Regions from separate parts of the Mus musculus genome. Here region 1 is linked to region 2. Evidence: chromatin contacts called from public promoter capture Hi-C data. All regions are on one chromosome and are shown on one strand. The core of a region is the stretch at or near the end of the contact, and the rest is flanking DNA. Distances in the headings are between cores, read along the strand shown. Region 1 holds the start of Adora1 (adenosine A1 receptor). Region 2 overlaps Zc3h11a (zinc finger CCCH type containing 11A).

What was found. Promoter capture Hi-C pulls out the DNA fragments that hold promoters and counts their contacts.
Region 1: a promoter capture Hi-C map of liver shows a contact between it and region 2, with 5 times the contacts expected there. The contact joins the promoter of Adora1 here to the enhancer-like site in region 2. A contact is called at or near these places in 4 of 39 promoter capture datasets (liver, pre-B cells and stem cell-derived epiblast-like cells).

The regions. Positions count from the first base shown.
Region 1 is chr1:134,230,834-134,236,712 of GRCm38.p6, forward strand. Adora1 (adenosine A1 receptor) reads right to left here and starts at 4,624. Exons shown (of 2, transcript NM_001008533.3): 1 at 3,182-4,624. The coding sequence starts at 3,522.
Region 2 is chr1:133,614,377-133,620,370 of GRCm38.p6, forward strand. It overlaps Zc3h11a (zinc finger CCCH type containing 11A), which reads right to left. Exons shown (of 18, transcript NM_001276767.1): 18 at 5,495-5,994. Among named protein-coding and RNA genes, the nearest start is that of Snrpe, 7.1 kb to the left of the region's middle. Within about 2 kb of position 4,180, at least 21 of the 459 cell types and tissues checked have an H3K27ac peak or open chromatin away from gene starts, as enhancers often do. A contact at or near this core is called in liver, where this site is marked.

The DNA.
Region 1 (5,879 bases), core at 3,374-5,873, 620 kb after region 2:
AAGGCACCTCCGTGACCTTGAATGCAACCACGGTTAAGGCAGAGAAATGTTCAGGAGGGTGGGAAGGCGTTTAAGGCTGCACAGTTATCCAGTAACACAGCAGGGTTCAAACTCAGGTCTAACCCAAAAACCCCTGTCACAGTTCACCACCACCCATCTAGCCAAGGACAGCCTTCTCACAGAATCAGGGAGCACGCTGGAGCAGACACCAAATTATGACAGAGTACCAAGACAGCCCTGGGTGAGGAGGTAGGGAGATGAACGGTGAAAAGTCCCTGGCACTAGGAGGGAAGGGAATCACTGCTCAGTTACCCAGCGTGGGTGGGTGGTGCACAACATGTAAAGGGCCACACATTATTGACAATCAACTATTTCAACTTCAAAAATAACGTAACTGGGTCACGCTGCATGAGGTGACTCTCTCTACTCTCGGCTTTCTGCTAAGTAGAAAGAAATAAAACCTGCTGTTGACTGACCAGCCTAATCCTTGCTCTGCGAAGGTGTACCTGACTCCTACATCCAGATGCCCAGACACATCTCACCAACACTCAGTGGCATTATTCTCACAGCCCAGGGCCACGGCAACCTTTGCTTAGCATATCAGGGCAGGGAGCCAGGTGCCTGAGGGCTCAAAAGCCTGGCATCCCATAGGCTCCAGCTGCCCAAAAGATACAGAGCATTCTGTACCTCCTGAAGGGTACCTGAGTGGTGACAGGCCTGGCTCTAGAGTGATCAGCATGTTGGCCAACAAACCTTGTTTTGGAAGCTAGGCTTTAACTTGAGAGAAAGTTCTTTTTCACTAGGGGGAGGGAGGGAAGGGAAGCGCTTGCAGAGACACTGCTGAACAAGGGGGGACAGTTATGGGCAGAGTCCTGAAGTTGAATGGAGGACAGATCTAGGCTGCAACAAGAAGACAGAGACACTCCCCAAAAAGCCTGCTTGAGACTCACCCATGTGACCTGGAAACCCAGAGTACCAAAGACTATATGTTTGTTGCTGCTGCAGGGCATTATGGGTAATTCACAGAGACAGACAAGATGTTGTTGCTGTCCCGGTTACTGCCTTTGAGGAACTGGCAGTCCATGGAGAGAGGGAAATCCTGTACGTATACAACTTATCAGTTCTTTACACCTTTTTGGGCGGGGTTGTGTGTGTGTCCATTTAAGAGCACATGTGTTTGGGTTGGGGGAAACATTGTACCTTTCCAGTCTCAATTCAAGGCATTTATTAATAATGAAGCTAAACTTCTCAGTTACAGTCTGCATACAATAAATGTCAGAAATAATAGTCACTGCTATATATTTTTCCAGGAACTCCAAGCAGCCATATTACTATGTCTGTCCCCTTTTATAGATGAAGAAATTAAAGTTTCAAGAGGTTAAGTTAGGTGACTCTCCCAAGGTGACACAGCTAGGCATTCATAAAAGCACTCACGCCCAGGCCTGCACTAAATTCAACTTGTGTTTCACCCTCAACTCTTAGAGCCTTGACCCCACCACCACTTGCTTCAAAGTAGCCTCAGCTGTCTCTGGGACGAATGAGCCTGCAATTCCCACCAGCTCGGTCACTTCAATGTCCCAGGCCCACCGGGTAGGAAGGACAGGGCCTGTAACTTGCCTTGGCACCCACCCAGCAGGAAGACTTTCTTGAGCAGCCTTCCTCTGTCTGCCCATCTGCGTGCGTTTCTAATGTGGCCACACTGTTGTAATGGTCGAACACTGAGGCCCAGCCCATCTAATGGACTGAGACTAGCTTGACTGGTACAGGCCAGCAGCCCGGGGCTAATGGCAGCGTGAAAGGCCCTGGGAACAGAGCTTGCCAGGCTTCTGGGCTGTTTCCTTTCCCCTGGAACAGCAGCAGCCTGTGCCCCCACCTTCCTTGGGAAACCTTGGGGCCGTGAGGGAGGTAGGCTGGGAGTGATAGGGAGAGGCTGACATGGGGGGGGGGGGGGAGTTCCAGGCTCAGGAATCAGAGGGAGGACATGGTTGGATAACGCTCTCCACACCTGACTCCAGGGAGATCCCTTGAGCCTGCTTCCTCTCTTCCAGTTCCTGCCCCGCCTCCCACACTGGACACAGGGAGCGAGGGAGCGTGTGACACGAAAAGAGGCTGGGAAAAGTGAAACGTGCTTAAACGTGACCAAAGGGAGGACTACCGGTGCCCAGGCCTGCCCAGGCACACTGCCAAGGGAGGCCAGAGGCCCCAGGTTCCAGATAGGGGAAGGAGGAAGCTGCATAAAACAGCAGGTGCTGAAGATGGCTAAAGCTCACCCTTAGAGAACCTACTGGTGACAAGAATTCAAAGAAGGGGGAAACACACTCAAAAGAGTGTCCCAGCAGAGCCAGTTCCTGGCAGGGTGCCCAGGCACTTGCTGGCATTTGGTGACCCAGGCAGTGCCTGGTGCCAAGATTATGGCTTGGTAGGCCTGGGCAGGGATCCTCAAGGGAGATGGACCCCCCACTATGAGGGGTGTCACCATTAGGCTTCCCACCCTGAGCTGCCTAGAAACAGCAAAAGCATCTCCGCAGGCAACAGCCAGAACAGGAAGGGCAACACCAGCCTGCTCCCTGCCTCAGGGGAGGCTGGGCAGAGGCAACTAGCCCTCTGGGCTCAGCAGGACAGCGCGGAGGGTGGAGTTGGCTGGTACAGAAACATTTGCCGAACAAGTGAGCTAAACAGTGCCTTCTGGAAGCCAGCTTGGTCTGGTCCGAGAAGCAGCAGCACCCTGGGTCCTGGTGTGCCACCCTCTGCATGTCCTCATCTCTCTCCTGAAGCTTTTCTCTCCTCCTTTCCCAGTCCGGTGGAACCCAGATCATTCACAAGCCTATACTGGCTGTCCCTTGTCTTGCCAGCCCTTCCAAATGTTCCAGTCCCACTCCAGGCCCGACCTCACCTGCTCCCTCAGACTCTCTGGTTGCAGAGGCTCCAGGTCCCTGCACTGAGGTCATGGGCACTGTCAGGATGGTAATTCTCTGACACCCAGCCCCTCCTGTTTCTCTCACTGCAGCTCTGCTGAACATCCCCATACAGAGCCCAGGAAGGCACTTTGGGCTGGGATCCAAATGCCCGGAGAATACCTGGCTGACTAGGAGGCTTATGTGTGCTGACTTTCATCTTCTCTTGCTCATCCCCAAGCCCCACACAGGGTTGCACAGAGTACCTTGGGCTGCTATGAACTCACCGGAGAGGGATCTTGACTCGGAGGTACCGATCCACAGCAATAGCAAGCAGAGCCAGGATGGAGCTCTGGGTGAGGATGAGGACAGGACAGGCCACCATGAGGCAGGTGTGGAAGTAGGTCTGTGGCCCAATGTTGATAAGGATGGCCAGTGGGATGACCAGGGCGCCAACAGCCACATCAGCTACCGCCAGGGATACGATGAAGCAGAAGGTAGCATCGCGAAGTGCCTGGTTCACCTTCACAGCCCAAATCACCAGTACATTTCCGGGCACAGAGACCAAGGCAATGAGCACCTCGATGCCAATGTAGGCAGCCTGGAAGGCCGAGATGTACGGCGGCATGGTGGGCAGGAGCTGGGCACATCAGCAGACAGGCGCCCTGGGGCGCGAGGCCAGCACCTGTGGTCAGGAAGCCTGCGGTGGGGATGCCAGCCTGGGAAGGAGGGGGACATAGGCAGCCCTGCGAAGATGTGCCCCAGTAAAGTGATGCAGTGCCTGCCCAAGCTGGCCAGACACTCAGGCTCACTATCTGCTTAACCTCTGTCCCCTCCCCTTGTCCTTAGAGGTTCCATTCAGCAACTTAAAATAGCAGCACTCACTCCACCACTGGTTTTTGTATCAGGTGTGAGGTGGCTCCCTGTACACTTACTCCACAAGGATCCCCTGTGAATCCACAGTGCCCACAGGTGTCCGCCGACCCGGAGGCAAGGAGCTCACCATCCTGCCTGCCAACCGGTAGGGGGTCCCAAAGGCGTTGCCCTAAGTTCCCCGGGCGGCTTTCCGGAGCCGCGCCGGGCAGGGTTGGGTTCTGGGCACCGCGCGCGCATCGGCTCATCGTTCTCCAGGCTCCCGCCGCTGCGCTCCCAGCCCGGCCTTTCAAGCAATCACATGGTGTGGCAGAGGCTCAGCCCCGGACGCCTTTAAAGAGGTAGTGCCCCTGTTTCGTACCTGGGACTGGATGGCAGGCGTGATTCTGAGGGACTAAGCCCAGGACCTGGCGGGTCCACCGGCTCCCATTCCCCGCGTGCGCGCACGCCTACCCTGTGCCCACCCACCTGGGACGCCGCTGGTGCCCGATTCTTAACAGAAGCCTGGTCCAGCTCCAGCTCTGCCCAGAATCCTTACCCATCGACTGCCCCAAGGGGGACACCCCAGTCATTTCATCCACCCCTTTCCTGCACACTCATGATGCACGAACTGAGCCACAGACTTACCCAAGGTCACACCAAAGCTGGCAGAGCGCCTGGCCACCTGAACTGTCTAGCCAAGTATCCCCAGACCTCAAAACCTTGGGCAGTCGCTCCCTCAGAGGATGCCAGGGGAACCCAGGGCTAGCCAGTTATGTCCAAGGGGTGGTAGCCAGCCGAGACTCCACTCTGGCGCCGGCGCCTTCGTCGCCCCCGGCGCGGGAGCTGAGTGACAATCGGGCTCCGCACACCGGGAGGGGGAGGGGGCGGGGGCGGGGGCGGCGGCGGCACCCGCGGGCCCCTCCCTCGTCGCCCTCCGTCTCCTCCCCTACCCCCTCCTCTAAACAAAGGAAGTGATTCAGTGTGAGAAAAGCTGGGAAAACGTGAGCGTCTCGAATGGTGTGATGTATGGATCCGGCCTCGGGACAGGGACAGTACCGAGGTGCCGATTCCCGTGTTCCCTCTTTCCCTTACTCCCTCCCTCCCTTCTCAATGCAGCAGGCGGACAGCCCAAGCCCTAATCACCTGCGGGACTCAAGAGGGCCCCTCTCTGGTCTCCCACCGCCACCAACCATTGGCATCTGGGCGCCTCCCCTAATCTTAAAACCTACTCTCTTCAGGAAAGCAGTCCCAGCACTGTCAGGAGCGCACAGGCTTCCCGCACACACGTTACTTTGCAGGCAGTCTCCTGAGTCATAGCCCTTTCTCATCCATCGCTCAGAGTGCTTTTCAGGCTCTTCGTAATTTCCATTTTGCAGATGAGGATGCTGAGGCTCAGAGAAATGACCCCCACTGTCAGTGTTACACTACTATGCTCCTTCCCCTCCCCCTCCTCCTCCTTCTCCTTCTCCTTTCTGCCCCAGCACCTAAGACTACACAGTATCTAGTCCAATCCCTTGTGCTCCAGAAAAAGATTCAGGCTGGGAAATGAAAGGAACTTGCCAAAGACTAACACACTGAAGCACCAGCACAGTGCCCTTCCCACAGTGCCCTCCCCACCTCGCCCTCCCCCACAGTGTCCCTGGCCCTCACTTCATCACTGGCTCACGCACAGCCCCAAGCCTTCCCTCTCAGTGCCTTATAGAGAGATCCCACCCTGAGAAATCCTGTTTGTTGGTCAAGGGTCTGCACTGTACAGTAGCTGGGTGAGTCAGGCTAGGGGAAACCCTACAACCTGCTGCCCCCTTGCTGGATCCCAGCTGAGGAGAAGGGCTCTGCCCACAGGAGGGAGAGCAACTTCTGCTGGGGTGTGCTGCAGGAGCACAGGAAGGAGCAGTTTCCTCTGGAACCTGGGTGGCTGGGAGGAAGGGTGGGAGCTATTCGGTTTTCTCCAGAGAAAGAAGCCCAATGAGGGGAGGACACTTCCAGGAGACCCAGGGCTTCACTTCCACTTCCACCCTCAGACAACAGGGGACTGTGAGTTTGATGACAAAAGATCAGCTCATCCATGACAGGCATCCTTCCTGCCTACCTCCCATTCCTCCCTACTCCTAAGAGCAAGCTGCCATCCTG
Region 2 (5,994 bases), core at 2,930-5,429:
AAAAGAAAAGAAAATATGAAAAATTTTAAATAAAGTACAGAATGGCATTTAAAAAGATGTATATGCGTATAAATGTTTTGCTTGCACGTATGTCTGGGTGCCACATGCGAGACAGATACCCACAGAAGACAGAAAAGGGCGTTGGCTCCCTTGGAAATAGATAATATTGTGAGCAGACGTGGGTGCCAAGAATTGAACCTGGGTCCTCTGCAAGAAATGCTCTTAGCTATTGACCCATCTCGCCAGCCTCTAGAATGTCATTTTATACACACTGTATTTACTGATATACGAATTAATATTTCACAGTTCAATATTTAATAATGGAAACCTTGGTTTATTTTCTTTTAGATTATATCTAATCATAATATTCTTGTAAATCTTGAGATTTCCATGACACTGCCAGGGTCTGAAAAGCATGCCTGAGGAGCACCAGCTCGGCAGAGCACCGGCTCCAGCAGAACACAGGCTCCAGCAGAGCACCAGCTCCAGCAGAGCACCAGCTCCAGCAGAGCACCAGCTCCGGCAGAGCACCAGCTCCAGCAGAACACAGGCTCCAGCAGAACACCAGCTCCGGCAGAGCACCAGCTCCGGCAGAGCACCAGCTCGGCAGAGCACCAGCTCCAGCAGAACACAGGCTCCAGCAGAGCCAGCAGAGCACCAGCTCCAGCAGAACACAGGCTCCAGCAGAACACAGGCTCCAGCAGAGCACCGGCTCCGGCAGAACACAGGCTCCAGCAGAACACCGGCTCCGGCAGAGCACCAGCTCCAGCAGAACACCGGCTCCGAGAGGCGTATTCTGATTCAATCTTATTGACCTGGTATCTCAAGTATCTGTCCTCCTCCAGGACTGGCTCCAAGGCTGGCACTGAACTCCTAATCCTCCTGCCTCTACCTTCTAATTGCTGGGGTTACTGGCATACATCACCATAACCAGCCACTTCCCAAAGATTTCAGACCTTTCCCCATTCAGATGAAGTTCCGTTTCCCCCAGAATCTGGCATTGAAAGGCTGGCCGGGACTAATGCAATCGTGACAAAGACATTAAGAGACGGGGCCGCCCAGCAAAGATGAGCAAGCCTTGAAATGAGTCAAGAATCATTTATGAGATGGATTCCTTCTGATTTATCACTCCCTCTATTGATGCTCTATCCCCTTGTACTTCAGAAAGAGGAATTTGTAGATAAGGCAGCTTCTGGGGTTTTGTTGTTGTTCTTGTTCTTGTTTTTTTAAAAGATTTATTTGTTTTATGGATATGAGTACACCATTACTCTCTTCAAGACATACCAGAAGAGGGAATCAGATCCCACTACATGTGGTTGCTGGGAATTGAACTGAGGGACCTCTGGAAGAGCAGTCGGTGCTCTTAACTGCTAAGCCATCTCTCCAGCCCCAGCTTGTTTTCAACTACTTTTTATTTTGAGATAGGGTTATTGAAGAGATAATTAAGGTCACTGAGGTCTGGGTGGGACCTAACCTCCTATTTCTGGTGTCCTTAGAAGAGAAAGAGGGGCTGGGGAGGTAGGTCAGGGCAAGGTTCTTACTTGCCTCCCATACATGAGGTCCTAGGTTCCATGCCTAGTACCCAAAGAAACAAACAATAAAAACCAACCAAAAGACAGCGCATAGGCCTCCATTTCTCCATAGGAACCATGTAAGGACACCGTAGCAGCTACTCATAGTCAGAAGGAGCACTAGAAATGCCATCTATCTGGCCAGGACTTTTACTGTCAAGGACTGAGAAAACCGTTGACCTATTTGGCATATGTTGACATATCTGGGAGGACTAAAGCATTTATATTAGCCACAGACTGTAAAGGCAATCAAAAGGTCTGTCTTCAAAGCTTTTCTCCCTCTCTCCCCACCTTGTGCTGAGGATTCAATCCAAGATCTTCTGCATACTAGAAAAGCGTTCTACCTCTGAGCTACACCTTGCACTTTGCTCTGTGAGCGAATCACTGGGAAACAGTTTCTTTGGGGGTGGGTGGGGCATTGAGACGCGATCTCTACACAAGCTCTGGCTGTCTGGAGCTTACTATGTAGACCAGGCTGGCCTTGAACTCACCTACCTCCGCCTCCTGGACAGCTGGGATTAATGGGGTGTACCACCATGCCCAGCTGGTAAATAACTTTAAAATACAGGGTAAATGAAGCCTATGCCTGGTGAGTCCCTTATATGAGGGAAAAGGAGGCTTCGTGGAAGAAATCCAACGGTCATGGCCTTTTTCCTTTTTTAGGGAGGTGGCCACATAAGCAATGAAGGCAGGGACTGAAGAGATGGCTCCCAGCTAAGAGGGATTAATTCTACTTACAGGTTTAGTTCCCAGCATCCACATGGTACCTTACAACAATCTGTTAACTCATTTCAGGGTATCTTTATACTCTCTTCTGGTATCTACAGGCACCCATCATACAAATGGTGCAGACATACATGCAAGCAAAATACATACATTAAAAAATTTTTTTGACAAAGGGGCTGGGTGTAGTGGTGCATACCTTTAATCCTAGCATTGAGGTAGAAGCAGGCAGAACTCGAGACAGTCTGGTCTACAGTGAATTCCAGGTCAGGGCTATGTAGAGATCCTGTGCCAATAAACAAACAAACAAACAAACAAACAAACAAAAATATTCAGAGGGCAAAAGACATGTTTTAGAGTTGAGGCATTAGCAAGACCCTTACTCTATGGCTTAGATCACCTGTTGAAGATGAAGTGCTGGGAGTGTTTTTCTAATATGTTCAAAGCCCTGGGTTTAATCTCCAGTACTACATAAACCAATGGTAATGTAGACCTGTAATCCCAGCATTTGAAAGTCAGACGCAAGAGGATTAAGAAGTATAAGGCCATATGAGCTCTCTTCAAAAAGTACAGTAAGACATGAACAGAAAAAGCTACTAAGATTCCAGCTCATTAAACGAGGAAAATACCTAATTAAAAAAAAAAGAGAAAAAAAAAGATTCCAGCTCATTATCTACTTAAAATTTCTGTTAAACTGGGCATGATGGCGTACACCTTTGATCCTAGGATTAAAGAAGCAAGCAAATCCCTAAGAGGCCAGGTCAGCCTGAGCTACAAAGCAAGTCTTGGGCTACTCAAGGCTATGTAGTGAAACCTTGTCTCAGAAACTACCAAAACCAAAGTACTACTCCACTCCTCTTTACTCTTGTTTTTCTGAAATTCTCTGAAATTTTCTGAAAAACAGGCTGCCCTTGAACTATCCTCCTGTCTCCCTAGTGTTGGGCTTACAGGCGCGAGCAATTCCGCTGGCTGTTCCTGTTTTACAGTATTTCCTGCGGGCACTTGCTCTTCCAGGACCTTGAGCTCAGTCCTTAGCACCTGCGGCAGGCAGCTCACAACTGCCTGTCACTCCAGCTCCAAGGGATCCTGTGACCTGATCCCTCTGCAGGCATCCTCACACAAGTGCCATTCACATCCCTCACAATTGTTTAAGGACTTCAGGAGCAGGAATCTGACCTAGAACTCACCCATCCCTAGTGACCAAGATAATCTAATTACAATGTAAGTTCAAAATTCTTCTTTGTGTCTCCAAGGGTGGGACTCCAAAATCCTTATGGCAGTCAATGCCAACATAAGTTATCTTTTCCTCCTGGTAGCCTTTCTAAAAGACAGACCAATGAGAGCTTGCAGTGGCTGGCCCATGAGGTAGGGTTTCCCTCGCCTTCCAACACTACTTTCTCGTTCAATGTTTCCCTAATCTGTTTAGTTCCTTATCTTATACACACAGCACCTTTAAAGAAACCAACTCCTCCAGCTCCCTTGACAGCAAGCCAGTGTCAGGAAAGTGGACTGTTGTTTCACTGCAATGAGAACAAAGTAAGAGATTTTTAAAAAGGACAGAGGAGATATTGCTTTAACTCACTGTCACACTTCATTTTAGGAATTAAGTCCAACCAAATACTGAATAATAATAATAATAGACCTATTCAGTAAAACTTGTTAAACTTTTCATAAAAAACAAAACAACAAAATCATAAAACCCTAGACTGCCGTTCCAGAGTCTCTGCATGCTTTGGTCGATTTACTGTGTGTTAAGAAAACGGTAGAGAGAGTGAGTCCTTTGTACTTTGGCCCTTCGACTGTTTACCAGTTACATTTGTGTGTTTATGGGTGTGTCCATGTGCCACACGCATGACGAGGCCAACATGCAGCAGTCAGTTCTCTCTCTGCATGCGCCTGGAGGGTTCAACTCAGGCCACCAGGCCTGACAGTCCTCGAGCTGAGTCACTGGCTCTAACCTCTCTTCTTTTTAATTTTTAGAAACTTATTTTGGGGGGGCATGACATGGCCTAAGCATAGGAAGTCAGAGGGCAGTGTTGGAGAGTTGGTTGTCTTATTAGATGCTGGTTGCCAGGAATGTAAGGCAAATGCCTTTATCAACTGAGCCATCTCTCCAGCCCCCATAGCCCTTGACATCACTTTGCAAACTAAAAGTCAACTGCAGGGTTTGGGATGCAGCTTAGCACCACACTCTGGGTTTAGTCTCTAGCACATGAACCTGACCTGGTTCATGTCTTCCATCTAAGCACTTGGGTGGTAGAGGCAGGAGAATCAGGAAAGCTTAAGGTCGGCCTGAGCTACACAAGACGGTCTACAAATCGTTGCGTTTGAGCAGATGGCCTTGAAAGCTAGCAGTAACCTTTCTCTGTAGCTTTAGCTTAAGAATGGGTCCCCAGGAACATTTAACCTTAGTTTTATCTACTAAGCATTCACATCGGAGCCCATGCACTTTCTGCTGTTAACTGCCAAATTCAAGGGCATCACATGTTAAAAGCCACAGAATTATTCAGACAAAATGAAGCATTAGCTTCAGAGCAGGATCACAGGAGTCTGATCCAAGTAACTCAAGCTTCCAGTGTAAACTGTAGTTACTAAACTTTAGCTTCTCCCTATGGGAGCTTGTGAGACTGGCAGGGATGAGAACGCACATGTAGCCATGAGAGTCAACTGTTAAGGTCAGAACCTCACTGATTGTAGTCTTTTTCTTTTTTGGCCTAGAACTCAGAGCTCCGTCTGCCTTTGGTATGTGCCACCACATCTGGCCTAATCTTGAAAACTTGTAAACTAAAACTATCCCCATACTTTTGAGCAGAGCCAAGCTGCAACATCTGGTCCACTACCGTTAAGATGTGTATGAAAAATGTCCAACTTGATAGACTCTGGGGGAAAGACAGCTCAGGTTGGACAGAGGCCTCACATGGAGCAGGCAAGTGGGCCACTGCTAAGCTACAGCCTCAGTCTGGGGACTATTAGGCTACTATTAGGTAGAAACTTCTGTTCTCTGGCTGCTAACAATTAATGTGTTTTTGTAACAGTAAGAAGTCAACATACACACTGAAAAACCCTGTACTCTCCTAAATATTTTCTTTCATCATCATGCTTGAAAATTCTCAATCATTGGATATTAAGATCACTTTTAGATCTGCCCTCCTTTAAAACAATAGCATCACTTGAGTTATAATGATAAGAACTAAGGATTTCCTATATCAGTTTTATTTAAAACACAAATAAGTATTTCTCTTTCGTTAATGGCAAATGGTTCAAATAATGTTGAACACAAATCATTGACTAATACAGGGCATTAAATATGAACAGACCTTTTTTTTTTTTTAAAGCAAAATAATAGAGGTTATATACAAAAGAGGCCTACAACCTATAGGCCAATTCAAAACAGGAGATGTGTTTATAAAATGTGTGGTGAAACCAGAACCTTCCACCTCTGCTTTGGAGAAGGGCTATCATACAACATTCAGTCAGCTGAAGATGGATCGGTACAAGCGTCTATACAGAAACTTCAAGTCATTTTTGCATGTGCAGAATCATCCAGATCTTCCCAGACTGAACTGGCAGTCCTGTGGCTTTCTTCCTTTTCCATATTCCCAACAAGGCTACATGAACTTCAACTCTTGATGAGCCGCTTACAACAGCAGTTCCTTAGGAGCCAACATGACAGGTGGTCCAGGATTTCCCTATGAGAAAC